Regions from separate parts of the Sus scrofa genome. Here regions 1 and 2 are each linked to region 3. The links are chromatin contacts, called in public HiChIP or PLAC-seq maps. All regions are on one chromosome and are shown on one strand. The core of a region is the stretch at or near the end of the contact, and the rest is flanking DNA. Distances in the headings are between cores, read along the strand shown. Region 1 has its middle 59 kb from the start of IRF2BPL. Region 2 has its middle 65 kb from the start of LRRC74A. Region 3 overlaps CIPC (CLOCK-interacting pacemaker).

Region 1 (4,160 bases), core at 677-3,176, 140 kb before region 3:
AGTTCCCAGGCTGGCTAGGGGTCGAATCCGAGCTACAGGTGCTGGCCTAAGCAACATGGGATCCCAGCTGCAGCTCATGGCAACCCCGGATCCTTAACCCACTGAGCAAGGCCAGGGATCAAATTTGCATCCTCATAGATATTAGTTGTGTTCATTACTGATGAGCTACCATGGGAATTCCAACCCACTCCAAATTTATCACCAAATATCAAGAAGCTATGAGTAGGAAGACAAGAGGAGGTGGGAGGGAGCCAATGAAGTGTACCCCTGGCCAGCTGGGCCCCCATAAAAATGACACAGGTACTGTGTCCCTGGGAAGCTCTGTGTCCACTGAGCCCCTTAGAACCTCCAGACAGTCTCAGCCTTGTGGGGCTTGTGTGTAAAGGAAAGTGCCAGAGATGCCTTCTATGGAGCATGTGGCCAGTGTGGCCAGGTCCTCTGCATTCAATATCTACTCACCTCATCTGCTTACTTAAAGGAGGGCCTGCAAATCAACACCCTCCCCAGTAGCCATGGCTCAGCAAACAAGGGCTCGTAAAAGAAGCTCTGTAGGGAGTACAAACCAACAGAACTGCAATAAACCTGCATACCTGATTTGGACACTAAGATGGTCAAAACAAAACAAAACAAGGGCGCATCTAGGTTACAAACGCACGTCTGTGTGTGAGGACCAGTACCACTTTGTCTGGGCACCTGCTCTCTTGGGCCATGGGCATCTGAGGACAGTGTATGTTTGGGTGGAACACCCCCGCCCCCCACTTCTTGTTTCCAGTACTATTTTTTTTTTTTGTCTTTTTGCCTTTTCTAGGCCACACCTTAGGCATATGGAGGTTCCCAGGCTGGGGGGTCTAATCGGAGCTGAAGCTGCCAGCCTACACCACAGCCACAGCAATGCCAGATCCAAGCCGTGTCTACGACCTACACCACAGTCACGGCAATGCCGGATCCTCAACCCACTGAGCGAGGCCAGGGATCGAACCTGCAACCTCATGGTTTCTAGTTGGATTCCTTAACCACTGCGCCACAACAGGAACTCCCAGTACTTTCTTATCGCTTCCCTTTTCATCAAATGTAAGCAAGCCCACTGTGCCCTAGTCCTTGGTGGGCTCTGGGAGGTGGGGGAGAATCTAGACAAGAATGGCACGAAGGGAGTTCCTCGATGGCTCAGTGTCACTGCTGTGGCATGGGTTCAATCCTTGGCCCCGGGAACTTACGAATGCTGTGGGTGTGGCCAAACAAAAAAAGGCATGAAAGACAGAAGAGAACCTCTTTGGGAGGTTCCTGTCCCTATTTTCCGTCCTGGGAGCACAGCCCTACCCACCTGCTGTCTAGACTCCTGCCCTTCATCATCCTTTCCACCCAAGCCCCAGAGAGTCGCTTCGACTTCTTAAAGAGCTCTGAGCTCCTCCCCACCTCCTGCTGGTGCCCTAGGTCAGGCCATTGTTCCTCTGCCAGATTGCTGCATGGCACCCCCCCTTAACCTCTCATCCATCTAACCCTCACCATCCCCCTCACCTCCGCCCGCTCCTCCACCCTCCTCGAGGCCCTCCGCAGGCGCAGCCGTCTTTCACTAGCACATCTGGCCTCACCGTTCCTCACCGAAGGGCCTCCCAGAGCCTGGCGTGTCCCCATCCCCGTCCCCTGTCCCCCGCTGGACTAGTGCCACGGCAGCCCCTCCCTCCACGCTGGACGGGCTGAAGCTCGATCTTCCAGAGGTTCGCGCGGCACCTCGCTGGACCCGCAGTCTCCCCCAGGGAGCGCAGCACGGTGCCTAGAACATGGTGGCACTGGCTGGTGACGCGCTGGGCCATGGCGACCGGTCAGATCTTTCCCCCTCAGCGAGCTGGGTAACCATGTGGAGGCAGACGCGGCCCCGCGGAAGGAGCCAGCCCGCCAGGCCCAGGCGGCAGCGGATGTCGCCATGGAAACCGCGCAGCGCCTCGCGGGGCCTGGCCTTTTCGCGGGGCCTTTTTGGCAGGCTTCCTCAGCCACCCTGAAACCCATTCACCCCGGCGAGCCAGGGCCTCGCCCCTGCCCCCGCCCGGCGGTCGGTCCGCGCCGCGGCCCGCTCTTCCTCCCCCACCCCTTCCTCCCCCTCCTCTTCCTCCCAGTCACCCTCCCTTCGGCAGCCTTTGCCAAAGCGCTGGGGGCGGGGAGGGGGGAGAGCTGGGCCAACGAAGGACTCCGATTTTCAATTCTAAGCAGATTTCCCCTCCACAGGCAGCGAGCCCTTTCATGCATTTTCCCCCCTATTATCATAAACGCAGGAACTTGCATTAGGATGAATGAGCAGAAATTCCTGTCTTTGTCAGAGGCTTGGCGGAACGCCAGGCATAGAATGACCTAAAACATTCAGAACTAAATGGAGCTGGAGACGGGGTGGAGATCCCTCGCCAGCGAGAAAAGAAATAGTGGGGGGTGGGGGGTGGCCCTTGTCTCTAATATAATAATAGTGTTCGCTCTGTGCCCAGACACTGGGCTAGGCCCTGTGCACAGATTCTTGTTGAATCTCCCCCAAGTTCCGAGGCCCTATTTCCCCCCCACCCCTTGTTTTTCTAGATGATGAAACAGAACAGGGGCCCCAGATCACACAGTAAGTGACTGATGGAATGGGATTTAAACACTTCAAACTCTGGAGCCTGAACCACAACTTCAAGGTCACCTGCCTGAGGGCTGATTCGTGGCTCTGCCGCCAGTTTGTGTCACCCGGACCCCCAACCCCCCACCTCCTCTCCACCCCTCCTCTCAGCCCTCAGCCTCCCTCTGACAGCTCTTCCTCATTTCCATTTGTCAGTGTAATTTTGCAAATCAGAGTGATTCATCTGCTGGCTGCCCCCAAATCAGATAGAGATGGGAGACCCTTGGGCAGAGGGAAGCGGGGGTGGGTGGGGACAAGAGGGCTCTTCCAGACCCAGTCAAGGCAAGTTTGTGCGGCCTGCAGGGCAGAGCCCTTGCTCTGCCGACATTCATGTCACATTTTTGTCTCTAACATACAAACTCTGACCCTGAGCAAGTGCTCAGTGCATGCTGATTGCGCGTGCGCTGAATGTCCTCTGTTGTCTGGCCCATATACAAGTCCACCCTTTCCCACCCACTCTGTGCCCCGGAGCCTGACCGCTAAGGACCATCAGGGAGCTCTCTTGCTCTCTGGCTTCTGCTTGGATTTAGCCAATGGACCCTGCAGCCAGAGGTTAGAAGCGGGTGGGGGTCTTTATTCCCCCTCAGTTCTCTGCTGGACCATGGGTTGGCAGTGGCTTTCCTTTACCAACGGCCTCAGCTCCTATCCCATTACCCCCTCCTACAGCTCACCTCCGATACACTCTCTTGGCGCCCCCACCACCACCCTGTCTTGAGCCCTGGGATGCTTTTCAGTTCTTACCTTGTCCACCACTTAGAAATTGTGCTCTTGTGGAGCTGCCCCCATCATGCTGTTCCACCCTGCAGTTGTCTGTTTCCTGCCATGACAGGGTCAAACATGAGCTCCTTCTCTCTATCATACCTTCTTGTAGGTGGCAGGAATACATCAGGGAACAAAGCAACCAAAAACCCTTTCCCTCATAGAGCTGGCATGGAGCAAGACAGACAAGAAGCAAACAAACAGAAAAGATACCATGTGGGGATGTGATAAGCGCTACAAATGAATGAACAAACAGATGACAAATCCATGAATGCTATCATTTAGACGTCACTAGACCTTAGACATGATCTAGTTTAAAACCTCTCACTTTACAAATGAAAGAAAGGCGATCCAGAGAGGGGGCTCAAGGTCACACAATAAATTTTTGGTAAAAGCCGGGCTGGATTCCAGCAGGTCCTTGACGCTGCCATGGCCATGGCCAGAGGAGTGCAGCTCAGCCCCTGGAAATGGGGGGATGCAAAAGCCTTGAAGTTCCTTCTTGTTCTTTCTCTTCTTTAGGCACAATCTTCAGAAGAAGTAGTGGGGCCAGGCAGCGGGGCAGAAAGGAGAGTGTCCGCAGCAGGAGCAGTGGGCATGCCCCTGTTCCACCTTGGGAGCACCTTGCTGCCCACCCCAGCAGAGGGCGCTGTGGATCCTGGAGCCCCCAGCAGGCGAGCGCAAGGGGGAGGGGGTGGAAATGCAGTTCCACCAGGGCAGTAGCCTACTGGGGGGAGCTGGGGGAAGGGCTTGGGCTGTGGGCAGG
Region 2 (3,690 bases), core at 666-3,165, 160 kb before region 3:
AATGAATCCTTCCCAGACTCACTTCTTGTCTCCAGTGGTCCCCAGGGCCGGGGGGAAATGATGGGTTTCAGCCCCATGCAGGAATGGACTGAAAAAGGAGCTTGGGCCCCCCATCCACCTCCCCCCTGGCTAAGAGGCCCTGTGGGATGCTGGAACCCATGAAGGGACGCTGAAGTCTCCTTGTAATGGCGTCCAAGACCCACCAGGTGTCGCTCTGTAGCCGGCGGGATGAAAGGTGATGGTCGGAGGCGTTTCTCCAGCACCCACCCTAGAGACTGGGAAAGCAAAGGCAGGAGGCCTAGGTGGAGCAGAGCGGTGGCCTTGTTCCCCGATCTCAAGGCCAGCAGAAGCACCCCCACGAAGGCATCTTTCTTGGTCCATGAGCTCGGGGACAGCAGATGTCATCCAAGGCCTGAAATGAGATAAGGGGGAGGTAGGAAAGCAATAGAGGACCACTCAGCCAGGTCACGCCTCCCTGTCCCAGCAAGCCACCGGGCGGGCGGCGACTGGAAATGGCCTCCATCCTCGTCGCGCCCCTCTCCAGCCTGCCTGGGGCCACCCTGGCCCCAACCACAAAAGAGTCCTGTGGGCCGTGCAGACTGTGCACCTCTTCAGCTTGTGAGAGCAGAGGCCTCCAGCCTCACCCCCAAGCAAAGCCGGTTCAAAGCCAGGCGGGGCTGGAAGGCAGGGCTGGGAGGCTCAGATTGGCCACTTCCAGCCTAACCAGAGTTCCGACGGCTTGTCACCCAGAAACCAGCAGGTCCCAACGCTGGCTTCCTTCCTAATCCTGTTCGGACCACGGAGAGAGGCTGGCTGGAGGAAGCACGTGTTCTTGGCCTCACCTGTTCCAGTCTCTAAACCCTGAGGCTCCACCCACTGGAGGCCCTGGGTATTGCAGTGGAAGGAATCGGAGCATTTTAATTTCCTCTGGCCCCACCCACCTGAGGACTCACTTCGCACTCCCTGAGGTTGAGATAAACAGTTCGGGGCACTTCTGATTCCCCAGGTGGGCCTCAGAGGAGGAGATGAGAAAATGAGGGATGGAGGCGCCCTGCAGGCCTGGAGCTCAGCCCTTCCAGCTCCAAGTCCCCTCTCTGACAGCCACGCAGAGGCCTCCACCTAGCTCTTCCCTGGAAAGAAAAATCAAAGGGGTTGGGGGCTGGGCAAGGAGGCAGCAGTTCAGTGAGTGACTCAAAAGCCCCCTGTGTGGGTTGGGGAAGGAAGGCAGGGGCCCTAGAACAGCAGGGGATATAGGGTGTGCCTTTTGCAGGTTTTGGGAGGCAGGCGTGGGATGGCTGAGTGAGGCGTCAGCTTAGACGGCAGTTGAGAGGTTTGGTCTGGGTGATGGCTGCTGAAGGTATCACGGGGATGCTGGAGGCATCTAACCGAAAAATCCTGTTAGTATCAGTCACCCGCTGTCCTTCCTTCCTTTATACCTCAAAGCAGATACAAACTGATCACCCCCTGGAGGCTACACTGTGTCCGAAACATAGGGGAGACACTAGAAAGCCTGCTGTTCCCAGAGGCATTACCGTCTAGGTCTAGGCAGGATGACAAGACTTAAGAAACAAGAACACTTGTGTGCATTGCAGGCAACACTGGCTGAGAAAGCGGGTGATAACTGTACAACCATCAAATGTTTGCTCATAGCTGCTCCCTGGTCTTTCCTAGCATAAAAAAATACAACCACCACACAAGACTCCCAGAAGCCCTGCCTGATCTCCACAGTGTCTATGACTCTGTTCAGGATTTTGTCCCTCACGTGTGTGTGTGCATGTGTGCGTATGTGTGTGTGTGTGTTTGCGTGTGTGAGACCAGGCTCAGACGTCAGTAGCATCTGCAGCTCTATGCTTAGGAGCCCTGGAAGGAGTTTTTCAGAACTGTTGCGTGTCAGAGCAGCAGAGGAACCCAGGGGGCCTTGAGGCCTCTCACTAGACGGAAGGGGAGGAGGAAAGTCCGAGGGGCTGAGTCATACGCATGGGGTCACTCAGCAGTGAAATTGGCCTTGAGGCTTATTTCCTGTGAGGCGATGTGTCCTCATCAGAGGTCAGAGGCAGAAGCGGTGTTGGAAGGGGTCTGTGGGATGCTTGTTTCTCTTCTGCCTATGGCAACAGTGGAGATGGTGGGGGCACGCGGTGTCACTGTGCCAACTTGGGGACCACAGTCAGGCGGAGACAAGGAAGGGAAGTGGTTAAGGGCTGGGCTCTGGAGACCAACTTCAGTGGCTGGACTCCTGGCCTTACTACTTACTAGAGACTTCTCAACATCCTTGCACCTTGGTTTCCTCATCCGGAAAATAGGGACAAGGACACTGCCTACCTCACTGGGCTGTTGTGAAAATCAGATGGAGAAATGCCACAGATGTAGAAAGCTGCCTGGCATGCAGGAAGAGCTGAATCGAGCTGCGTTGTTGCAATTATTCTCTGCTGGCCAGCAGGATTCCAGCAAGCCCGCCTCGCCAGAGGCTGCGGCTTGGGGCTCAGAGCTCAAACCTCTGGGCTTCCCAGCTCACAAGCTTCCTTTTTACTGATTTACCTTATAATTCCCAAACCTGAGCCGCAGACAACACACATAGAAGCTCTAGCCACCTCCTGGTGAAAGTAAGGAGAGCAGGCAGGTGGCTGGGTGCCAGCTTTGTCCCTTGGCTGGAGTCGGGGGGCAGGGGCGGGCCAGGAGCATTAGGCGACAGACCGATGCACCCCGAGTGGGGAGGCTGGTGTCCTCAGAACCCGAGGCCGTGTATTCTCCTGTCCTGGGCTTGTTGACTCTGTCGGACTCATGCAGCGCTGTACAAAATGCACGTTCAGTAGAGGGTTTCTGCAGTCTGGAGCTTACACTAGCTGTTGACATGCGCACAGAAAGTGGTCTCTTTGTTCAGCTCATTTTAATTTTTGTCATTTGCTCTACTCTCTTAATTTCCACCCCTGCCCTGCATCGTTGCATGTCAAAACCATCAGGAACCGTGGAGCCGGCCTTGTCTGCATTTTAGGTCTAAGGACCCTGAGCCCAGACGAATATTTTTCTTGTGGCTGGTGGGCGCCTCGCCGAGCCTGCTAATCCGGGCTGGCCACCGCTCATCCCTCGAGGCAGGGTACCCGGCCTTCCTTAGCAACCGCCGCTGAATCATGGCAGAGAGCTCTTGCTCGTGGGATCTGGCCCCCTGGGTGGGTCCCTGTAAAGAAGCCATACTTGAGAGCCTGGCAGGGCTGGCGAGAGGAAGCACGTGGGCTCTGTGCTGGCACAGGGCCGTCTGCCCCTCCGCCCCCGCGAGAACCCGTGACAAACAACCTTGCCTGGTGCCCAAGCGCCTGCCAAGCCCTGTAGCAGTAAAACCCTGGCAGCCTCAGCAAGGAGTCCAATTTCAGCCCAGCGGGTGGGGAAACCAAGGCAGCAAGAGCCCAGTGTGACCAAGCTCACGCACAGGGCTGACAACCAGAGGCCAGGCGTCCAGGGCTGCACGCTGAGCCCTGAGCCCTTGGGCCACCCTAGCCAAGGCTCTGGGCCTGGCACAGAGCGGGAACAAATGTTTCCCAGATTCCTGTCGGCAGCGGAGCCCAGAGAAAGGCCCAGAGCTTTCCATCCATGAGTCCTCACTGTGGTCCCCTCTCTCCAAGGGAAATAGAACCTCTGAGCCCCCACCCCCACCCCAGGAGCCCCCTGGGGCATCAGGTCCAGGCCCGGAATCCAGCT
Region 3 (4,093 bases), core at 1,446-3,945:
CTGGGTGGCTCTGTGTAGGTCACTGAACCTCAAGGTTGAATAATAAAGAATTGGAGTTGGTTCTGTCTGCGGTGCTTCCTGACTAACCATTTGCGAGATCTCTAGCTGTGTCACAGCTAAGCCATAAAAGTATGGGTCTTCCTCACTTTACCTTGGGGTTACATCCTGATAAGCCCATCATCATAAGTTGAACATATTCTGAGTCAAAAAGGCATGAGATTAAAAAAAAAAAAAAAAAAAAAAAAAAAAGCACGTAACCTGAGTTCTCTTGTGGTGCAGAGGGTCATGGATCTGCTGTTGTCATGATTGTACCACACATCGCTGGCCCAGGGAGAAGATCCAGATTCAGAGTTCGGTTGAGCTCAAATTGCAAGACACAGTTTCTACAGAATACCTATCTTTCACGCCATTGTAAAATCCAGAAACCTTATGTCGAACCATCGTAAGTTGGGGACCATCTGTAATGGATTTAATTTTAGAGAAAATCCTGGGTTGCCTTCAAAGTAGGTTCCTAGTGCTCTGGTAAATTGATTTTAATCTGTCAGGTTTTAAACTTATTATATGTGACTCTGGGAGAAGCATTTTGCCAGTCTGCATTGCCTTTCTAATGATTACCTGGTTGAAGCTGACGTGGATTCACTGTTAAAGACTACTCTCAAATGAAGAATTATTGGCCCTAAAGGAGAGAATTGTGGAGTTAAATCTAATTATGTCCTTTCCTAGTCATCTGCAAATAGCACTTTCATGTGAAGTGAACGACATAACAGCTTTTATATTGGAGAGAGTATGTCAATTTGCTTTTATTTCATTCCAAATTTCTCTCCCCACTACCCTTTAAAATTTTCCTCCTGGCCCCCCACTCCCTTTACCTCCCCTGAATCTGAGTGGTGCCACAGCAGCTCTGCCCTGCACGCCATGCCAGGAAGCTTCCCTTTTGGCAGAGAGGATGTTTCTGCGTGTGTTGTAAGGAGCCCTTAGGCTGGTTTAACATCATTTTAACGGTAGAGAGTCATACACTCTGTGGCTGTGGTGGTGCTTTGTGAGGACCTGACTCTGGTCCCAGCAAGGTCTGGGTACCACCTTTCATCTCCCCCCCACCCCCACCCCGGAGGAGCGATTAGAGAGGAGCAGAGGTCTGCCTGGTGAGCACCATCTGGGTGACTGGGAGGAAGAGGCAGCAGGAAGCAGCTTTATCTCCATTTCCTGTATCATCGGGAAGGGGGGTAATCTTTGCTGTCCACTTGACATCCTGAGATTAAGGTGAAGTACTAAAAAATGCTGTTTCTAAAGGGTTTTATTTTTTATTTATTTATTTATTTTGTCTTCTTGCTATTTCTTGGGCCGCTCCCGCGGCATATGGAGATTCCCAGGCTAGGGGTCTAATTGGAGCTGTAGCCACTGGCCTACACCAGAGCCACAGCAACACAGGATCTGAGCCGCATCTGCAACCTACACCACAGCTCACGGCAACGCCAGATCGTTAACCCACTGAGCAAGGGCAGGGACCGAACCCGCAACCTTATGGTTCCTAGTCGGATTCGTTAACCACTGCGCCACGACGGGAACCCCTCTAAAGGGTTTTAAATTGCTCCACAGAGCAGGGCATCCTCCCTGCGCAACAAACCCGGCGGTGGGGTTCAGGTGACGGCATCCACCCCTGAAGGGTTGTCATTTGCTTGGGACAGTTAAGGCTACCTTCTACCAAAATCTGACAGCTGACAGGAGGAGAGCAGACTTCAACCCAGCCTTTGACTGGTCTGGAAGGAGGGACTCAGTGGGTCCATGGACTCCTGTGACCACTGTGACTTTTTTCCCTCTTAGAATTCTTCCTTCATTCCTATAACACGTGGCTTTCCTATCTCTTTCTGAAGGATGGTTATGCAAGACATTAGAGAATTGCTTGAAAGAACAGTCTGTGTGGTTCCTGCCTCAAATGACAGCATCTGGAGGAGATGAAAAGAAAGAGAAAAGCCTGTGGAGTAACACAGTGAGTGGGTAGAAGCTGTAAGGAAATGAAAGGGAAGGAAAACTGCAAGCAGGGTCCCGAGGCCAGCCCGCGTGAGGGCCCTGGTCAGGTCGAACGATGAGCGAAGCCTTCAGGATGGCTGGGGAGCATGAGAGTAAAAATAGCTGCCTTTCATTTTCCTAAAGCCTCACTTTATCTCAGGAATTGCAGTGGCCTTGGAGGACTGCTCAGGAATTCTGGTAAATGTCTCTAACAGCGGCGGGTCAGGGCTTCCGTTCTCCGGGGGCACCTCAAGCCTTTGGCCGATGGCTGGGCAGATGGTAGTGCTTGGCCTGGAGCCCATCCTCCGCCTGGGGCTGAGAGCACGGCCGAAAAACTCAGAGCTGCTACTAGTAGTTGACAGTAAGACCATAATAATACCCCTCCAGAGATCTGGGCTGGAATGACCCCTGATACAAATTCTTAAGGCCCCCCTCTAGAGTCAGGGGAAGAGAAGAAGCTTAAAGATACCCACAAGTAAAAACCTGCCCCCTTGGTAGGCCCTGCGTGCTATTTAACAGAGGCTGGAGAGCCTGGTTCCGGAGGTCAGGTGCCCCCCCCCCCCGCCCCGAGAATGATTAATTCTGACTCCCCTCTGTTTCTTCAGAAGGCTTCTGGGCTTCCCGCCTGTCACTGGGCTCCTCAGGAAATGCAAATGAGAGTTCACTTAAGCAAAACCCACAGAGGAAGGGCAGTGAACCAGCCAAACCAACAGTGCAGGATACCCGCGGCTGACAAGGTCGTCACAGGCTTGGTTCAGACAGTAGGCTTTCACTGGTGGTCCTGGCACGCCGAGCAGGCCCAGGATAACTGCAGGGTGGAAACCTTTTTTTTTTTTTTCTTTTAAAGCCTTCAAGCCAATGCTTGTCTAGTCAAGATGTATTTACAAGTTTGTGCTGCTTGCATTCTTGAAGCATTTTCTGAGGCTCAGTTATGCTACAAAGCCCCTAACTAGTCAGTCACCAGTGTTGCCAGTTGTGCTAGTCAGGTCAGGCTCAGTGACAGGACAGGCCTCCCTGCAGGGGATTGGGAAATGTGGCAGAGCATGTGCCTGCTGGTAAATGTCTCCGTCGCATTGGTTTTTTTTTTTTTTTTTTTTTTTTTAATCAAAGGGCAAAGTGCTTGGGGACCCACAGAGGTGATCAGGGACCTGACAGCACAGGTCAGCCCCACAGGAGGTCCCACTTTGGGGACCTTTAGAATTCTCAAAAGGGGGTGTTCCCATCATGGCTCAGTGGAAACGAATTTGACTAGCATCCAAGAGGACACAGGTTTGATCCCTGGCCCCGCTCAGTGGGTTAAGGATCGGGCATTGCCGTAGGCTGGGGTGTAGGTCACAGACATGGCTCGGATCCCGCATGGCTGTGGCTGTGGCTGTGGCTGTGGCGTAGGCCAGCGGCTACAGCTCTGATTCGACCCCTGGCCTGGGAACCTCTGTATGGGAACCTCACTCTTTTTAGGGTGTGGCCCTAAAACAGACCAAAAAAAAAAAATTCTCAAAAGTGATCCTCACTTCTCAGATTTTCACTCACCACACCCCCCCTAAATTTTATATATTCTTAAACCCTGATCATTTCCACTCTTGAAAGTGTTACTGTTTCCTGAAGCTTTTCTGACAGAGACATTGTCATTGTTACTTAAGAGTAACAAATACATAAAGTTATGAACACACTCATGTCCCAGGTGCTGACCTCGTTGGAGGGCATGAAATGGTGAATGAAACAGACATGGTCCTTGCTTCTGTTCTAATGGGAGGATAGCAACCACCATCCATTAGTCAATCACTTCTTTGATGGTTTGGGTCTCACCAGTTCTCGTACATCCAGAGTTGGGTGTGTCAGCCTGGGCGAGGTGATAGGGCAGACTCACCTCTACTTTTATTTCAGAATTAACATTTTGATAACCTTTGGTTTTAGGTCTTGCTCATCCTTTGATTAGGGCAAGAGTCCTTCGCATTAAACCGCTAGTTGAGAACAGAAGTGTTGATAGGGGCACAATATATAAATTAATTGATAATGGAGTTTCCATCATGGCTCGGTGGTTAACGAATCCGACTAGGACCCATGAGGTTTCAGGTTCGATCCCTAG

What was found. HiChIP or PLAC-seq counts read pairs in DNA pulled down with a chosen protein or histone mark.
Region 1: an H3K27ac HiChIP or PLAC-seq map of alveolar macrophages shows a contact between it and region 3. The contact joins two enhancer-like sites. A contact is called at or near these places in 1 of 47 Hi-C or Micro-C datasets (embryonic fibroblasts) and 1 of 2 datasets of contacts at active chromatin or transcription factors (alveolar macrophages).
Region 2: an H3K27ac HiChIP or PLAC-seq map of alveolar macrophages shows a contact between it and region 3. The contact joins two enhancer-like sites. A contact is called at or near these places in 4 of 47 Hi-C or Micro-C datasets (embryonic fibroblasts, heart right ventricle, liver and 1 more) and 2 of 2 datasets of contacts at active chromatin or transcription factors (alveolar macrophages and skeletal muscle).

The regions. Positions count from the first base shown.
Region 1 is chr7:100,062,630-100,066,789 of Sscrofa11.1, forward strand. No RefSeq gene overlaps it. Among named protein-coding and RNA genes, the nearest start is that of IRF2BPL, 59 kb to the right of the region's middle. Within about 2 kb of position 1,927, at least 63 of the 83 cell types and tissues checked have an H3K27ac peak or open chromatin away from gene starts, as enhancers often do. A contact at or near this core is called in alveolar macrophages, where this site is marked.
Region 2 is chr7:100,037,901-100,041,590 of Sscrofa11.1, forward strand. No RefSeq gene overlaps it. Among named protein-coding and RNA genes, the nearest start is that of LRRC74A, 65 kb to the left of the region's middle. Within about 2 kb of position 1,916, at least 48 of the 83 cell types and tissues checked have an H3K27ac peak or open chromatin away from gene starts, as enhancers often do. A contact at or near this core is called in alveolar macrophages, liver and retroperitoneal adipose tissue, where this site is marked.
Region 3 is chr7:100,199,281-100,203,373 of Sscrofa11.1, forward strand. CIPC (CLOCK-interacting pacemaker) reads left to right here. Exons shown (of 4, transcript XM_013978333.2): 4 at 1-249. Among named protein-coding and RNA genes, the nearest start is that of CIPC, 21 kb to the left of the region's middle. Within about 2 kb of position 2,696, at least 22 of the 83 cell types and tissues checked have an H3K27ac peak or open chromatin away from gene starts, as enhancers often do. A contact at or near this core is called in alveolar macrophages, liver and retroperitoneal adipose tissue, where this site is marked.